Linked DNA regions of Mus musculus: region 1 is linked to region 2. Evidence: chromatin contacts called from public ChIA-PET data. All regions are on one chromosome and are shown on one strand. Each heading gives the region's core, a stretch centred on a gene start, on an enhancer-like site or on the middle of the called end of the contact. The rest is flanking DNA. Distances are from core to core; before and after follow the strand shown. Region 1 overlaps Vgll4 (vestigial like family member 4). Region 2 overlaps Atg7 (autophagy related 7).

The links. ChIA-PET counts read pairs in DNA pulled down with a chosen protein or histone mark.
Region 1: an RNA polymerase II ChIA-PET map of memory CD8 T cells shows a contact between it and region 2, with 56 read pairs. The contact joins two enhancer-like sites. A contact is called at or near these places in 4 of 115 datasets of contacts at active chromatin or transcription factors (effector CD8 T cells, embryonic stem cells, memory CD8 T cells and 1 more) and 3 of 9 other capture datasets (adipose tissue, liver and pancreatic islet).

What each region holds. Positions count from the first base shown.
Region 1 is chr6:114,891,039-114,898,588 of GRCm38.p6, forward strand. All of the region lies in intron 1 of Vgll4 (vestigial like family member 4), which reads right to left. Among named protein-coding and RNA genes, the nearest start is that of Vgll4, 27 kb to the right of the region's middle. Within about 2 kb of position 3,038, at least 185 of the 459 cell types and tissues checked have an H3K27ac peak or open chromatin away from gene starts, as enhancers often do. A contact at or near this core is called in memory CD8 T cells, where this site is marked.
Region 2 is chr6:114,676,404-114,683,802 of GRCm38.p6, forward strand. It overlaps Atg7 (autophagy related 7), which reads left to right. Exons shown (of 19, transcript NM_028835.5): 4 at 1,537-1,654; 5 at 3,759-3,836. Among named protein-coding and RNA genes, the nearest start is that of Atg7, 37 kb to the left of the region's middle. Within about 2 kb of position 4,303, at least 13 of the 459 cell types and tissues checked have an H3K27ac peak or open chromatin away from gene starts, as enhancers often do. A contact at or near this core is called in memory CD8 T cells, where this site is marked.

The DNA of each region.
Region 1 (7,550 bases), core at 1,788-4,287, 210 kb after region 2:
TAGCTCCTCAGGGTAGAGTTTAAAACGAAAAGTTGCTATAAACAGCAGAGAGAGGGAAACTGATCGTGAGCAATCCCCACAGGGAAGTTAAAACTCGGAAGGCCCTTTGATTCTCAGGAACTCAACCCCATACCTTTATAAGAAAGTGCACAAAACTGCTGTCGACAAGCTGATGTTGCTGTTTTTATTACATTTTTTGAAACGTGTGTGTGTGTGTGTGTGTGGTGTGTGTGCGCGTGTGTGCGCGCGCGCGCGCGCGTACAATGCCCATGGAGGCCAGAAGAATTGTTGGATCCCCTCGAGCTGGAGTTACAGGCAGTCGTGAGCTGCCCAACATGGATGCTGCAACAAGTGCTCTTAACCACTGAGCCACCTCTCCAGTCCCAAGCTGCAACTCTCAAAATGTGTTTCACAGTTAGGTGTTCATGAGGGCTGTGACACAGATCTGCTTTGACAGTCAGTCTGGCTTTTTGGGCTGTTGTCAGGGGCATTGAGCTGAGAGACAAATTTGTGCCTGGTTGTGAATCAAGACAGTATGGCTTTTCAAATACTAAGGGGATTTGTATCTCCTAAAATTTATAACAGGAATTATAATTACTTTGAGTAAAAACTCTCAACATTGTAAGTCCTAAGGGAACTAATTCTTTCAAACAGAGAAAGCCTTCTGGTGGGCAGTTACACAGTGGCTTCTGAGGCCTGACCAATCTTATTTCCACCAGTCACAATTAAGAATCATATTAGCATGAAGTCAATTTCATCTGCGGCGCTGTGGTACCCAAGAAAAGCCACCTTTGTGACCACTCACTTCCCTTCATATCACCACTGATGCACGGCTGGCCGTCAAACAGGCGTCAGCTTCACATACAGGTGACAAACGCGATTTTGTTAGTGGGAAGGAGGGAGGGAAAGTCCTTCTGAGCATCCACCAGGAAAAATAAAAACCCTGCCAGTTTAGACAGCAAGATATAAACTCGCAAATATACAGTGACCTGTAATGCACCCCAGTGGGGTTCCTTGTACAGCTTCTGGCCACGGGGCGGACTGGAACTTTCCATAGTGCCCGGGTAGCTCAGCATGGATCCTGTGCTGGCTTGCCTCACTCATAGACTCGGGCTGGTTTGGATAGGCAGTGGATTCCTTCCTGTTAACCTTTGGTTAAGCACTGCTCATCCTCAGACCTTGAGAAGGTGTAAGATTTCTTCCCTCCCTGGCCTCTTGTTCCTTTCCCAGCCTTGTTTCTTGGACTTCTTCCTCTACAGAGCAGGGATGCCTCTTTAAGACTCTGGTGAGCAGAGGAAGAACTCTGTGAAGCCCGAGGAAGTCACTACCCCTGCAGGCTAACCTACCCCAAACAGCCCACACCACACACTCTGTGCCCAGTGTTTCCCAACACTCCTGGCAGGGGCCACAGAGTGGGGAGGACACGGGCTCAGCATGGACCCCAGAGTTTCGGGAGCCATTTCATCAGCTGCCTGCTGGGGCAACAGACATTGCTATGGAAACAATCACCACAGCAACAAGTTCCAAGGGGTCCAAAATAGGAGCAGTCATTCAGGAGAGCAGCTATAGAGCAGCCCAGCCCCAGAGCAGAAACCACCCACGGGCCCCCATCACTTGGGAAGGTACCCACAGAGAAGACAGTCGCTCAGTGACTACTCTGCACACACGATTGGTGGGGAAACCCCTCCACTCCACACCCCCAGGCCATGGCAGAAAGCAACGATGGTGCCTCCTCCATTTGAAGTTCATGCGGCAGAGTGGCTGAGCTTCAGTGAGGCTAGCACAGAGGAGGAAAAGTCCACAGGAGATTTCCCAGGAGTGGGGTGGGACAAAGGACTCTGTAGAGTCCCCTGAGCACTTCTGAAGTCTCATCACACGTATGACCAGGGTGACGTGAATGGCTCGCACAGGTGAGCTGCAGACGGGAAGTATGCCCTCTGCTAATCAGACGAACACCTCTATCACAAAGCTGAAGGAAGGGCAGTGACCCTCAGTGGTGACTGGGTTTGGCCACTGATACCCCCTTGTTCATCTTTGGGTCCATCCCCATGCCAAAGGAAGCTATCCAATGCTTATATTTTAAAGCCCACTTGCTGTGCTCTTGTATGTGGCAGAGCAAAGAATGATTTCAGCAGGGTCTGGGGGCAGGGCACCTTCTGAGGACATACCTGACTTCTATCCCTAGCGTGGCTATTGAAGAATAGCCCAGACGCATGCAAATGCTATATACCTGCTGCTTCTACTCACAGCAGCACGGCAGAACAGAAGCGCTGCTCAAACATCATCCCCCAATTACAAAGAAGCAAGATTTTCTCCTGGCCTAAGAGGTCGTAAGTATTAGCATATATTTATTTTAAGGAAAAAAATAAATAGAAAGGAAAGGGCTGGAGGCCAAGCACTGCCCTAGGGCACCCAGGGTCCTGGGCGCCATCCCTAGCCCATATTCGGGGGTGGGGAGGAAAAAGACAAAGTTATGTCGTGATGTCACATGTGAGCAGTCAACACCAAAGTCACATTGGAACTCGCAGACAGGGGGAGACCAGCACACTGCCTCATCTAAAATCCTGCACGTGGAGGATTCTAAGACCTTCCTTTCTAAACACCGTGATACTAGCCAGAGTCACTGCCAGTCAGCTGCTGCGTTCTCGCCTTTTACAGTCAACAAAACACAGAACTTAACTTTCAAAACAGCAGTGTGTATTCCCTTGCTCACTTGCTGGTTGAGATGGGGTCTCACCCACCGTGTGGCCCAGGCTGGCCTCAAACCCATCTTCTGCCTGGGACAAGCCGGGACCACAGGAGTATGCCACCGCAGCCACGGAAGCACTGGCTTTCAACATCTAACTTCCAACTTGCCCCGCAGCTTCCTGGTCTCCTTCCCATCCCCCACGTGCCCTCCGCCATGTTTGAACCTAAAGTCAAAACAGCAAACCACAGTTCCCCATGCCAGCCACTCAGCTGCACTGGCGTGTCTCCTGTCTGACCACAGCCGTGGTGACCAGACTGACGTCACTGTCTCGGTGGGAGGGAAGACACCCCAGTACACTATCTACCCTGCAACATTGCACAACCCTCTCATGGGCCCAGGGCCCTGTGGGGCAGGGGCCCAGGCAGCTGAGGCACATTTATTTTCTTTTAAATACTGAGTCTCCGGCACAGAGATGAACAGCTGAGGAGAAGGTGCACAGAAATCAGACTCTTTTCAGCAGTTCAGCTGTGGCCATCGGGTTCTGGGTCACTTTTTGTTTTTAAAAGAAGGGCTGTTGGGCAACTTGGTGAGTAGGCCCAAGCCAGTAGAGATAAAAGATGTGACATACTGTCTGCCACAGCCCAAGTCTGGCCCATACTTCCACTGCTCAGTGACCGAGTCGCTGTCCTCCACTCCTTTGGTTATAATAAGAAACACCTTTCCAGTGTTCAGAGTCAGATCTTAGAACCAGGAGGCTGAGCTCAGCCAAACAATACCTGTCTAGTCAGCCAGGTCAGTGTGGCCATGCAGGGTCCAGCCCTGGGCAGGCCTTGGTTGCAGAGCTACATCGAGGCTGTGGAGAACCACCTGTGTAGCCTTCAGCTAACAATAGGGGAAGGTCAGAGGCAGGGCCACAGGGGAAGTGACAGACTGACACAGGAAACATTTAAAGACAGCTTCAAGCAGATCTCCGAGATCAAGAGAAGCTCTGAGCATGACCTAGTCCCACAGAGCACAGCTGGCACGTGAGGCACAGAGAGTGTCCACAGTTTTACGCAGTTTCAAGTACCTATAATCCCACCAAGGATAAAAGACAACAGTGTTTGATTCTGTTTACTCTCAACCAGGGGAAGGAGAGATGGCACTGAGGTCAGGAGCACCTCCTACTCTTCCAGGGTTCAGTTCCCAACACCCATGTTGGGTGACTCACAACCACCTTATAACTCCAGCTCCAAGAGATGCAATGCCCTCTTCTGGCCTCTGCAGACACTGCATGGGCATGGCACAAACACATATGCCCAAAAATCTAGAAAAAAAAAAAAAAAAAAAGTCCCAACCATATGACACCTATAGTTCTTAATCAACCTCCACTACACTAAAGTAGAAGATGCTAAAGTCGTTTTTAACACTGAGGGAAAAGGTACTAAAATATGTTGAATACAAAGCTGTGGCAATTGTACCCAGACGCTGCCATTAGAAGGGGGCATTAAGTCTATACTATGCAAAACCATTTGTAGTCCCAGGAGTGACTGCAAAGACCATTCCTCTCCTTCAGACCTCACGGCTTGTACCAATGTTTCCAGAAGTGCATAACGCACAGCTTGGGTGGACTGCCACCAAGAAACTCCCATCACACCTGTCACCGTACCACAAAGGAAGCTCCCCCATGCAACAGCAACAGGAAAGGCTGTCAAAGGCAGCGCTTGGCTTGATTATTTTGATTTGTGTGAGTGTGAATGTGTGTGTGAATACGAGTGAGTGTCAAGTGTGTGCATTTGCCTGTGGAGGCCAGAAAAGGTCATCAGATTCCCTGGAGCTGGAGTGACAGATGGTCGTGAGCCATCTGGCCTGGGTGCTGTGAACAGAACTCTGGGCCTCTGCAAGGGTGGTTAGTGATGTAACCACTGGCCCACTTCTACAGAATCAGAGATCTCAAAAACTTTTCATTCACAAACCCTTTTGGCCCAAGAACCATCTCCTAATGAATAAAGAAATCAATCACTGGGGGAGTAGGTGGGACTTCCAGGTTGGATGGGAGAGGAAGAGGAGAGAGTTAGGGGCCTTGGGATGGGGATAGCAAAAGGGCAAAATGTAGCTACTGTTGTCTCCTGGCTTCATAGAGAGTCTGCATGATGGAGTCCACACACTATATGCTCAGAACCAAGGCTCGGTAAACTCACGTGGTGAAACACAGGTAAGTGTGGTCAGACAAACCTCAGATTCACCATGCTTGCAGACACCTTTAATGGTTGATGAACTTTCCCGCCCCCATCCTCAGTTCCACATTCATGGGGTCAACCCTATATGGGGTTACAGTCTACAGCTTACAAAGCCGGAGTCTAGCCCTAAAGCTGAGTTTGGGATTCATAAACCTTTTTTCATTTTGTTTTGTTTTGTTTTTTCGAGACAGGGTTTCTCTGTATAGCCCTGGCTGTCCTGGAACTCACTTTGTAGACAAGGCTGGCCTTGAACCCAAAAATCTGCCTGCCTCTGCCTCCCAAGTGCTGGGATTAAAGATATGTGCCACTACTGCCCGGTGGGATTCATAAATCTTAACTGGGATTCAAAATACTCAACACCTGTTGGCACCCCTGCTTTCTGACCCTCACTTAGCCAGCATTTTCTTCTATCTGGGGTCTCCTCTCCCTTCCCAGAAGGTCCAAAGGAGAGTGTTCAGTAGAGTGGACAAGCCGGCTTCTGTATTGATGTACAGACTTGGTGTCCACTTGAACCAGAGAACATTTGGCAATGATCCAAAGTGTTACGTGTCCTGCCATGGGCCACAAGTGCCAACAAGACAAAGCTGGCTCAGGCCCCTTCAATATCAGTACATTAAGCCCTTCTCAATGGAGGAGGCTCTATGTCCATCAGGAACCTTTTCTATCTAGAACTGATTGCACATATGCACTGGTAACATACTGCTGGGGAAGGGGAGGGGGAGGAGGCAAAGGAGGGGGAGGAGGGGAAGAAAAATGAGCGGAAGGAGGAAGGGAACTATGGGAAGAACTATCTGCAGAAGGTTCTGGAATCAGACTCCATTTCCCAGCGTTTAGAAAGTGCTGGTGACTGAATGTAAGCAGCAAGGCCTTGCTCAAACCTCTTCCCCACCAGGGCCACCTTCTAAGGGTCAGGACGATGCTCAGACAGAACGGTCAGGCAGTGGAAATGCGGTGGCCTTCTCTAATTGTCTTGTCACAATGTTCCAGAGCTGCTCAGCCACACTCCCCTGCCACACACAGCCACACAGCCTCTGCTACATGCAGGCCTAGCATCTGAGGTAGGCTCACAGGTCCTGGGAGGGTGGCAACTTGAAGTCAACTACCTGACTTTGTGGGGAATTCTATATACCTGAGACAAGGGCAGTGTAAACTCAGAGGTCCAGAAATACACAGACCAACCAAGATGAGGTTTGCCTCCAAAGGTTTAAGATCAAAAGATTGTCCCCTTGGATGACAATGTTGAGACGCATGCAGGACATTTGACAGCAAAGCCTAAAGGGATCTCCACAGATCAGTGAAGAACATGCCTTCAGAGGGGACTTTGGGATCCCAGAATATTTCGGGAATCCTATTCAGTGATGTCATCTCCTCTCTTACATCACCAATGTCAGTCTCTTTCCCTCTCCAACACTCCCCATTGTCCCCTTTATAATGTCGACTGTACTCACAATGACACACACACATAAAAGTCCAGCATCCACGTGAGAGTATTGATTTTTCTGAATGAGTTACTTCATTTAACAGCCATTTCTATGTATCCAGGTCTGCAGATTTCTCTCTCTCCACTGTTGAATAAAATTCTACCACATATATGCTCCACAGGTCTTGTTTCTATCCACCTACTGAAGGACTCTGGGCTGGCTCCATTTCCCAGCCACTGTGAAGAGAGCAGGAATGTGTGAGCATCGCTGCAACGGGACTTAGATTTGTTTGGGTATATGCTCAGGGGTAGTATATCTGAGTCATATAGCAGTTCTATTTTCAATTTCTTGGGAGATCTCTAAACTGCTTTCCACAGTGGTTACAGTGGTTTATACCCCCACCTGTTGCGGGAAATATTAAAAAAAGTCGACATCATTCCACACTACATCCAGCCATTCTCTACCCAAGGGTCTCACTGCCTCTGTTCTCTTGCTGCAGATTCTGCTCACATTCCCAGCCGTTCACCCCCGGTGGTCAGCGGTCCCAAATCCCAGTAACCATATTTAAATTAATTGGGGGAAAATTCTGCTACACCTACCAGCATTGAATACGATTCCTTTCCCCCTGTATCATCTCCAGCATTTGTTGTCATTTATTTTCTTGGTTTTAGCCATCCTGACCAGGATGAGACGGGATCTCACAGTAGTTCTAAATCACATTTCTATAACAGTGCTGAAGATGCTTAAATGTGTTTATTAGCCATTTGTGTTTCTTCTTTTAAGAACTATGTGTTCAGCTCAGTGGTCCATTTAGTGATTGGAGTTCTGGGGGTTTGATGGCAATTCTGGGTACTAATCCCCTGCCTGGTGGATAGCTGTCAAATACGTCCCCTCCCCCATTCTGTCACACACACCCTTCACTCTGCTGACGGTTTCTTTTGCTGTGCAGAAGCCAATTACACATGATCCCACTTGTCAAACTTCAGGGTTACAGCTGACCTTGCCTAGATTTTTAAGTATTTCCTCTAGAAATAATGGCTATAATTTCTGAAAGTAACTTGGAAGTACACAGACCTACGTCTCTAAGTACTTCATCACAAACAGTCTGAGAGTGGTGCACAGCCATGGCACTATTATTACCCAGCACAGCTCACTGACCGTCAATAGCGCACATGTAAAGATCGTCAATGAACTGTTCCTTCGGGGTGGCATGGTCACACA
Region 2 (7,399 bases), core at 3,053-5,552:
ATATGAAAGGACGCTGAGTCTCTGATACATGTGCTCTCCTCAGAGTGATGAGTAATGGGCCCGTCTCTCTGCAAGTTCCACACAGCAACAACATAAAGCGCTAATGGCAGAAATATTTCTTTTTAAAAATATTTAGATTTAATTATTTATTTTATGTGGATGCGTGCTTTGTCTGACTGAGCTCAAAAGATGTATATCCTGGAGCTCGGAAGAGGGCACAGATCCTCTGCAACTGGAGTTACAGATAGTTGTAAGTGGTGCTGGGAACTAAGTTCTGGTCCTCTGAAGAGCAGCCAGTGTTCCTAACAACTGGGCCATCTCCAGCAACAGGAATATTTTCTTTAAGATCAGTACTATCCAAAATTCAGGCCAGCCACTTAGAGATAACAGATGTGTCCCTGTCTACACCTGTGTTTAGAGTCAATCCATCTTCTTCAACTTTTATCCCTCCAATTCCTGGGGCTGGGAGGCTTTAGGGAAGTGGAGTGGTTATAAACCATGTAGCTAGTGCCCTGGATTGACAGTAGTCTGGGCATCCTGCATTTTATCCATGGCCAACATGATAATGGCAGCCATGTGCAGAGCTGTGTAGTGTGGGTCTGGTGGGACAAGCAGGAAAAGACATATTCCTGTCTCCTGGAAAGCTGTTTGTCTTCCAGAGTATTTGTTGCCATTCTTGAAAATGTACTGAGATGCTAGGCTTTAGCAGGAACATGGGAGCTGTTGCCCAGAGTTTGTGGACTGGAGCCAGCGCAGGGGCTGGGGACTGTACACTCTGCTCTGTCTGTGAGTGTGTGACCCCAGCTGTCCTAGTGTTGTGTGACCCCAGCTGTCCTAGTGTGCTTTCTATTACTGTGACAGACAGCATGGCTGAAGGCAACATGGGAAAGAAAGGGTTTGTACAGTCTTACAGTTGTAATCCCATCGTGAAGGGAAGCTGGGGCAGAGACCTGGAGGCAAGAACAGAAGCAGAGGCCATGGAAGGATGCTGCTTACTAGCTTGTTCTCCGTGGCTCACTCAGCTTGCTATCTTGGACCACCAGCCCAAGGGTGGTACTGCCCATGGGCTAGGTCCTCCCACATCAATCAGCAAAGAGAAAATGCCACATAGACGTTCCTACAGGCCAATCTGATGGAGGCAAATCTTCAAATGAGGTTTTTTGGTTTTTTTTCTTTTCTGGATGACTAGTTTGTTTCAAGTTGACATGAACTAACCAACCATCACACTAGGCAGTTTTCATAAGAGGGAGAACTTAAGCTTTACAAGCTAGAACTCAGGCCCTCCCTTTGCAGTTCCTGGTTCAGCCAGTTCCCCCCCCCCCCCCCCCCGCCAGGTTCATTATGGGAATGAGCTTTCTTTGAGAAGATTGGGAAGCTGAGAGCTCAGGGCACAGGGTCTCCAGGCAGCGCCTGCTTGCTCGTGCTTGAGCAAGGACCAGTGAATCACTGGTCTTCTTTCGCCCAGTCAGTGCTATCAGGTTTATTGTAACCCTGAGCCCCAGCCGTGTTGGGTAACTGTGTTTCTCTCTCATCTAGGAGTGCCTCCACGCCTGCCCACTGCTGCCCGGCCATGGGAACCCTGCACAACACCAACACACTTGAGGCTTTTAAGACAGCAGACAAGAAGCTCCTTCTGGAGCAGTCAGCAAATGAGGTTAGCTGCATAGCCACATTGGCTTCGTTGTATTTCCGGGGTCCAGGCAAGTGCGCTGTATCTACTCAGGCACAGGGGTGTGTCACAGAGGTAGCCTATAAGAGATACACAGAGGCACTGGTGACTTTGAGGTTCTTCCACCCATTGTATTTGTGTTCTATGAGTCAGTTTAGTAAAGGACCTTCTGCAAGGCCCACTAACAGTAACCACACCAACATGGCAGAGAAACATGAGAGAGAGACAATCCTTCTCTGTGTGAGTCCCAGTGGTCACCCCACTCACAGTGAATTAGATCTCACTGCATGAAAGAACAAAGCTTGACCTTGACCAGACTCAGACTTCTCCGGGGGTCCCTCCCACATTAATCAGCAAAGAGAAAATGCCACATAGATGTTCCTACAGGCCAATCTGATGGAGGCAAATCTTCAAATCCCACCCTACCCCAGCCAGCTCATCAAAAGTGGGGTTCACTCTTCTGTGGTCCAGTGCCTCCATGCGGTGATGTCTGTTTATTTTCCTCTCACACCTGCTTGTGGGGCATGTTCTTGTTGCCAGCATTTGTTGTGGCCTTCATAGCAACATGCAGTTTAGCAACTGAGCTATGAGAATCTTATGACCAGATGATGACAGCCCAGGTCTTACCTACAGACATAGGGCTAGCCTCATATACATAGAGACCATGCCCCTTGCCTTATCTCTCAAGGTGAGAGGTTCTCCAAATAGAGTTTAAAGAAACCCTTGCTGAAGGGATGAGTGTGATGCTGTAGGCATAGGTGTGATGCTGTAGGGATAGGTGTGATACTGTAGGGATAGATGTGATGCTGTAGGGATAAATGTGGTGCTGTAGGGATGGGCGTGGTGCTGTAGGGATGGGTGTGATGCTGTAGGGATGGGTATGATGCTGAAGGGATGGGTGTGATGCTGTAGGGATGGGTGTGATACTGTAGGAATAGGTGTGGTGCTGTAGGGATGGGTGTGATACTGTAGGAATAGGTGTGGTGCTGTAGGGATGGATGTGCTGCTGTAGGGATAGATGTGCTGCTGTAGGGATAAATGTGGTGCTGTAGGGATGGGTGTAGTGCTGTATGAATGGGTGTGATGCTGTAGGGATGGGTGTGATGCTGTAGGCATGGGTGTGATGCTGTAGGGATAGGTGTGATGCTGTAGGGATGGGTGTGATACTGTAGGAATAGGTGTGGTGCTATAGGGATGGGTGTGATGCTCTAGGGATGTGTGATGCTCTAGGAATGGATGTGCTGCTATAGGGATGGGTGTGATGCTGTAGGGATGGGTGTGGTGCTGTAGGGATGGGTGTGATACTGTAGGAATAGGTGTGGTGCTATTGGGATGGGTGTGATGCTCTAGGGATGTGTGATGCTCTAGGGATGGATGTGCTGCTATAGGGATGGGTGTGATGCTGTAGGGATGGGTGTACTGCTGTAGGGATGGGTGTGATGCTGTAGGGATGGATGTGCTGCTATAGGGATGGGTGTGATGCTGTAGGGATGGATGAGTGTGGTGATGTACTCCTTTGGTCCCAGCACTCAGGAACACACAGAAAATCTGTTAAGTTTGAGGTCAGCCTGTTTAGAGCATTTTAGACTAGTCAGGGCAATAGGGCGGGGGAGGAAGGAGGCGAGAAAGCCACACTGTGTATTTAATTCAAATTACTCATTTCAGAGCCCTCTTCCTCCCCCCTAGTTCCCAATTCTTGACAGGTCAGGTGTCCTCTCGGGAACTCTGTGCTTCTGTGACAGGAGTCCTGCATGGAGCTGAACCTGTACTTTTATTTCTGTAGCCATGACATGCATGGCACCCAGCAGACAACAGTAAATCCCTTCAGATGGGCATCTCAAAGGTCTGAGTGTCTACTTGCCTCCCCTGTGCTGAGGGCCCCTGAGGGAAGGTGCCAGGTACTCTCATGGACTGATAATGATGGAGCAAGGCTGGTGGAGAGGCAGTGTGAAGTAGCAGGGAGAGGTAATGAACCACTTCAGCGTCTGAGAGCAGTGGCAGGCTTGAGGGGAAGAAGCTGTGCTGAGAAGCTCAGCGGCTGGACAGAGATATCAGCAGCCCAACCTAACACCTTCCTTTCTTCTGGCAGATCTGGGAAGCCATAAAGTCAGGTGCTGCTCTCGAAAACCCCATGCTCCTCAACAAGTTTCTGCTCCTGACCTTCGCGGTAAGTAAATGAGTGGAAGCTGAACAACCCTGGCTCAGCCCCCCAGGCCTGCAGGAGGCTCTCCTGTCTCTAACTGATCCCTGGGAATGTGTGCTAAAGAGCAGCTTTCTGACTAGTGCAGATCGTGCCGGCACCTATGAGCAGCGCAGGACCAGTCTGTGCCTCTTGATCACCCTACAGCCACCGTATAATTTCTCAAACATGGTGACCTAACAACTCCTGCCATTCAGCATAGGACAAAGCAGACTCAGGGAAGAGCGGCTTCACTGTTGCCAGATAATGCAAGGTCCTGTAGCCAGGTGTGACCCCAGCACTCACGACGCCAGCCTTGTATATGTAGTGAATTTCAGGCCAGCTAAGGAGCGACATTCTGTCTCAAAAAAACGAGCAAAGGAAAAGCAAGCAAGTACCCAGCGTGCTTTCCAGGCCCAGCGTGTCACTTTCCTTGTTATCACTATGACAACACTTATAAGGTGGCTGTGGTTTCAGAGGCGTTGGTCTACGGCCACTTGGCTTTACTGTGTTTGGTCCTGTGGTTGTAGAGAATATCACGATGAGAGCACGAACCAGGAGCTGTTCACTTCATGGTGCCTGGGAAGCAAAGAGAGCCGGGAAGGGGCTGGGTGGCCAGTGTCCCCTTTAAAGGCATGACCTCAGTGGGTTAATTTCATCCTATTAACCTCCATTCCCCTAAACCCCACCCCTACCTCCTAAAGGTCAACGGGCTCTCAGCTACAACCTGGGGACCAAGATTTTAACATATATGCCCTTGAAGACACTCCAGATATGAGCTCTCAGAAGCAGAACTCCACACTGCAGAGGGCAAAGGAGCTTCAGGGTAGAGGCCGTTACACCACACACCTACACACAGTGGTTAACCAAGAGGGAAAGAAAACTTTCAGTACATGAGACATGACTGATATAAAAGTTCAGTGCAGCCTCGAAGTGGGGGTGAAATCACACCTGCCAACTAGTTAAAAAACCCAAGGTCTGCCTTCCCTGTGTGCTCACACACAACCTCGGAGCTGAGAAAGGCACCTGTGTATCTGTGTACGAGGATGTCTGTAAAACACTGCTGTGTCTGTCAAGCGGACAGTCTATAGACTTTGACTAACATTCAGGATCAGATTTCTGTCCCCTAGTGGGAACGTCACTTCCATGATCCACAGTGGCCAGATTGACACTTGCTTCTACTGGCTGCGCCCCTAGGCATAGTAAGGTCCTTCCCGGTGTGGTAACTATGTCCCTTTGCCACAGCTCATAGGCCCTGGAGATCAATCTCCTTCCACACATTCGATCTGTTTATTACTGAGTAAAGTTGGGTATGTTAAGAAAATGTTTTCTAGGCATACACATTGGGAGAAAGGCACCACACTGGTTACTTTTAACTGCGTCTTGTTTCTCCAAATGTCCTCTGTGTCTCCTTTCAGGTGTAGGTGAGGCTGGCAGGGTCTAAACCTCAGGGAACCTGACGGTCATACCTATGGAGGCACACTTTCCAGTGAGCTAGGGTGGGAGAGAAGGATACTCCAGGGCTCTGTCAGGTTACCAGGTGCAGCTTGGATATCAACCATTTGTCTGCTTATGAGTTCCTTGGTAGGATAGACTTCTTAATATTGCTAAAGGTATCAGAGTTTGTTACTTAAACACTAGTGCCTTTTTATACTAAGAGTTCTTGTTAATTAAACATTAATCCATTTTTCATACAAAGAATCCTAATTGATAATTTCGGCTTAATGAGAAAATAACATCAGTTCTCATTTCACGTTTAAGCAGTTTCTTGGAGTCAGTGGTTATCTCCCTTGCTGTCCCTTTTTGCAAAGTGTCCTTAGCCAGGCTGTATAAAAACATAAAAGGTCCTTTAAAGACTTCAGACACAAAAGGCTTTATGTTTAATTTGTTCAAGATCCTTTGTGTCATGAAAAAAGAAAAAGCACAACTCTAAGAAATGAAAGGCCCTGCTTCTGAAGATGCCGATAAGCTGGCGGGTTGTGTGCGGTCCCCATCTTGAATTGCTTAACCTTTTGCTGAAGATCAGCTGTGACAAGTCGCTTACGCACAGGGGACAGCAGGGTCGCAGGCCTTCAGCTTTCCTTTCTGCGGTTCTCAGGCCTCACAGGGCCAGGCCCCTCATTATTGTCAATTGACGTTTGCTTTGCCATTGTGAAAAGGGGTTCTCTTTCTTCAGTTCATCACTTAGGGGCCAAACTGGGCACTGTGGAGGCTTTAGTTATTAGTCTCTCATCTAGAACTGCATCCCATGCATATTTATATTTTAAAAGCCAGCCAGTGGTTCCCTTTCTGTGAAAACTCTGGGACAGGCACGTCCACAGAGAATGGCTTGGTGTGTCCAAAGGTCATGGAGGATTGGGGAAATGGGCCATTCTGCTCTTAGAGACAGGGTTTCTTCTTAGAATAATAAAAATGCTCAAGAATTGTCAGGGGTTCAGCCATGTTAAACAACCCCCCCCCCCCAATCATATGTGTAAATGTGACACATTTATGTATTTTGAGTTATGTTTTGATAAAAGAAGCCTCTGGGAGCTGGGGGATGGCTTAGTGTGTAAATCCTCAGTGCAAGCATGAGGACCCGAGTTCAGATCCCCAGGACCACATAAAAGCCACCTACAATCCCAGGGTATGAAGGGCAAAGAAGCTGGCTAGTCAGGCTGCCTCCCCAGTGAGCCCTGCTTGCTACCCTGCTATAGTATTTAAGGTAAAAAAGGAAGACACTTGATGCCAACCTCAACCCTCCACACATGTGCACATGTTGCACCCTTGTACACACACACATGTGCCAACAAGCATGAGAACATATACACATATATGCATATATAGCACGCTCATTCATATGCAAAGGCAAAAACAAAATCTAAATCAATTTCACATGACAGCTCTGCAGTTCTCATACTTAGCAAGACTCAATACAAGTGATTCCTTAGCTAAAGGACTGCATCAGAGCCCTCATCATAGACAGTGAGGAGGCTGTCCGGGACCCACAGGGCTCAGGTCCTAATGCCATGGGAATTGAGGCCAGAGCCCTTGGACTGAGTGGGAGGTCAGTTGAGAACAGCTCAGAAATTACTTCCCTGCTTGCAGGAGAGGCCAGCTGTTCCCTGCATGATGCCGTAGTACCTCAGTACTTGGAGCCTCCTTTAACTCAGACTGAAAGTCACAGTCACAGACTCACTATCCCAGCCAGCGGCTGGTAGCTACGACTGAGGCTTAGTCATTTTATTGTTGAGTGTCCTGATTTGTCATGTACAGAGTAGGCATTTAATAGTTGCTGATTTATACTTGACCAGGAAGACATTTTGGAAAACAGCACCAAACAGGGAAATATCCTTATCTGAAAGCCAGAAATGTTCCCAGGTCAGGAGTGAATATTGACATGGTAGCAGAAGAGAAAATTCCACACTTAAAATGCTGCTGCACTAAAAAATACTGTATAAAATTTCATGCAGGTCATGGAGATGGGGTATGTATATCATAATGAATTTCCTGTTTAGGCTTAGGTCCCATTCACAAGTTATTTCTGGGTATATATGCAAATAGTCTGAAAT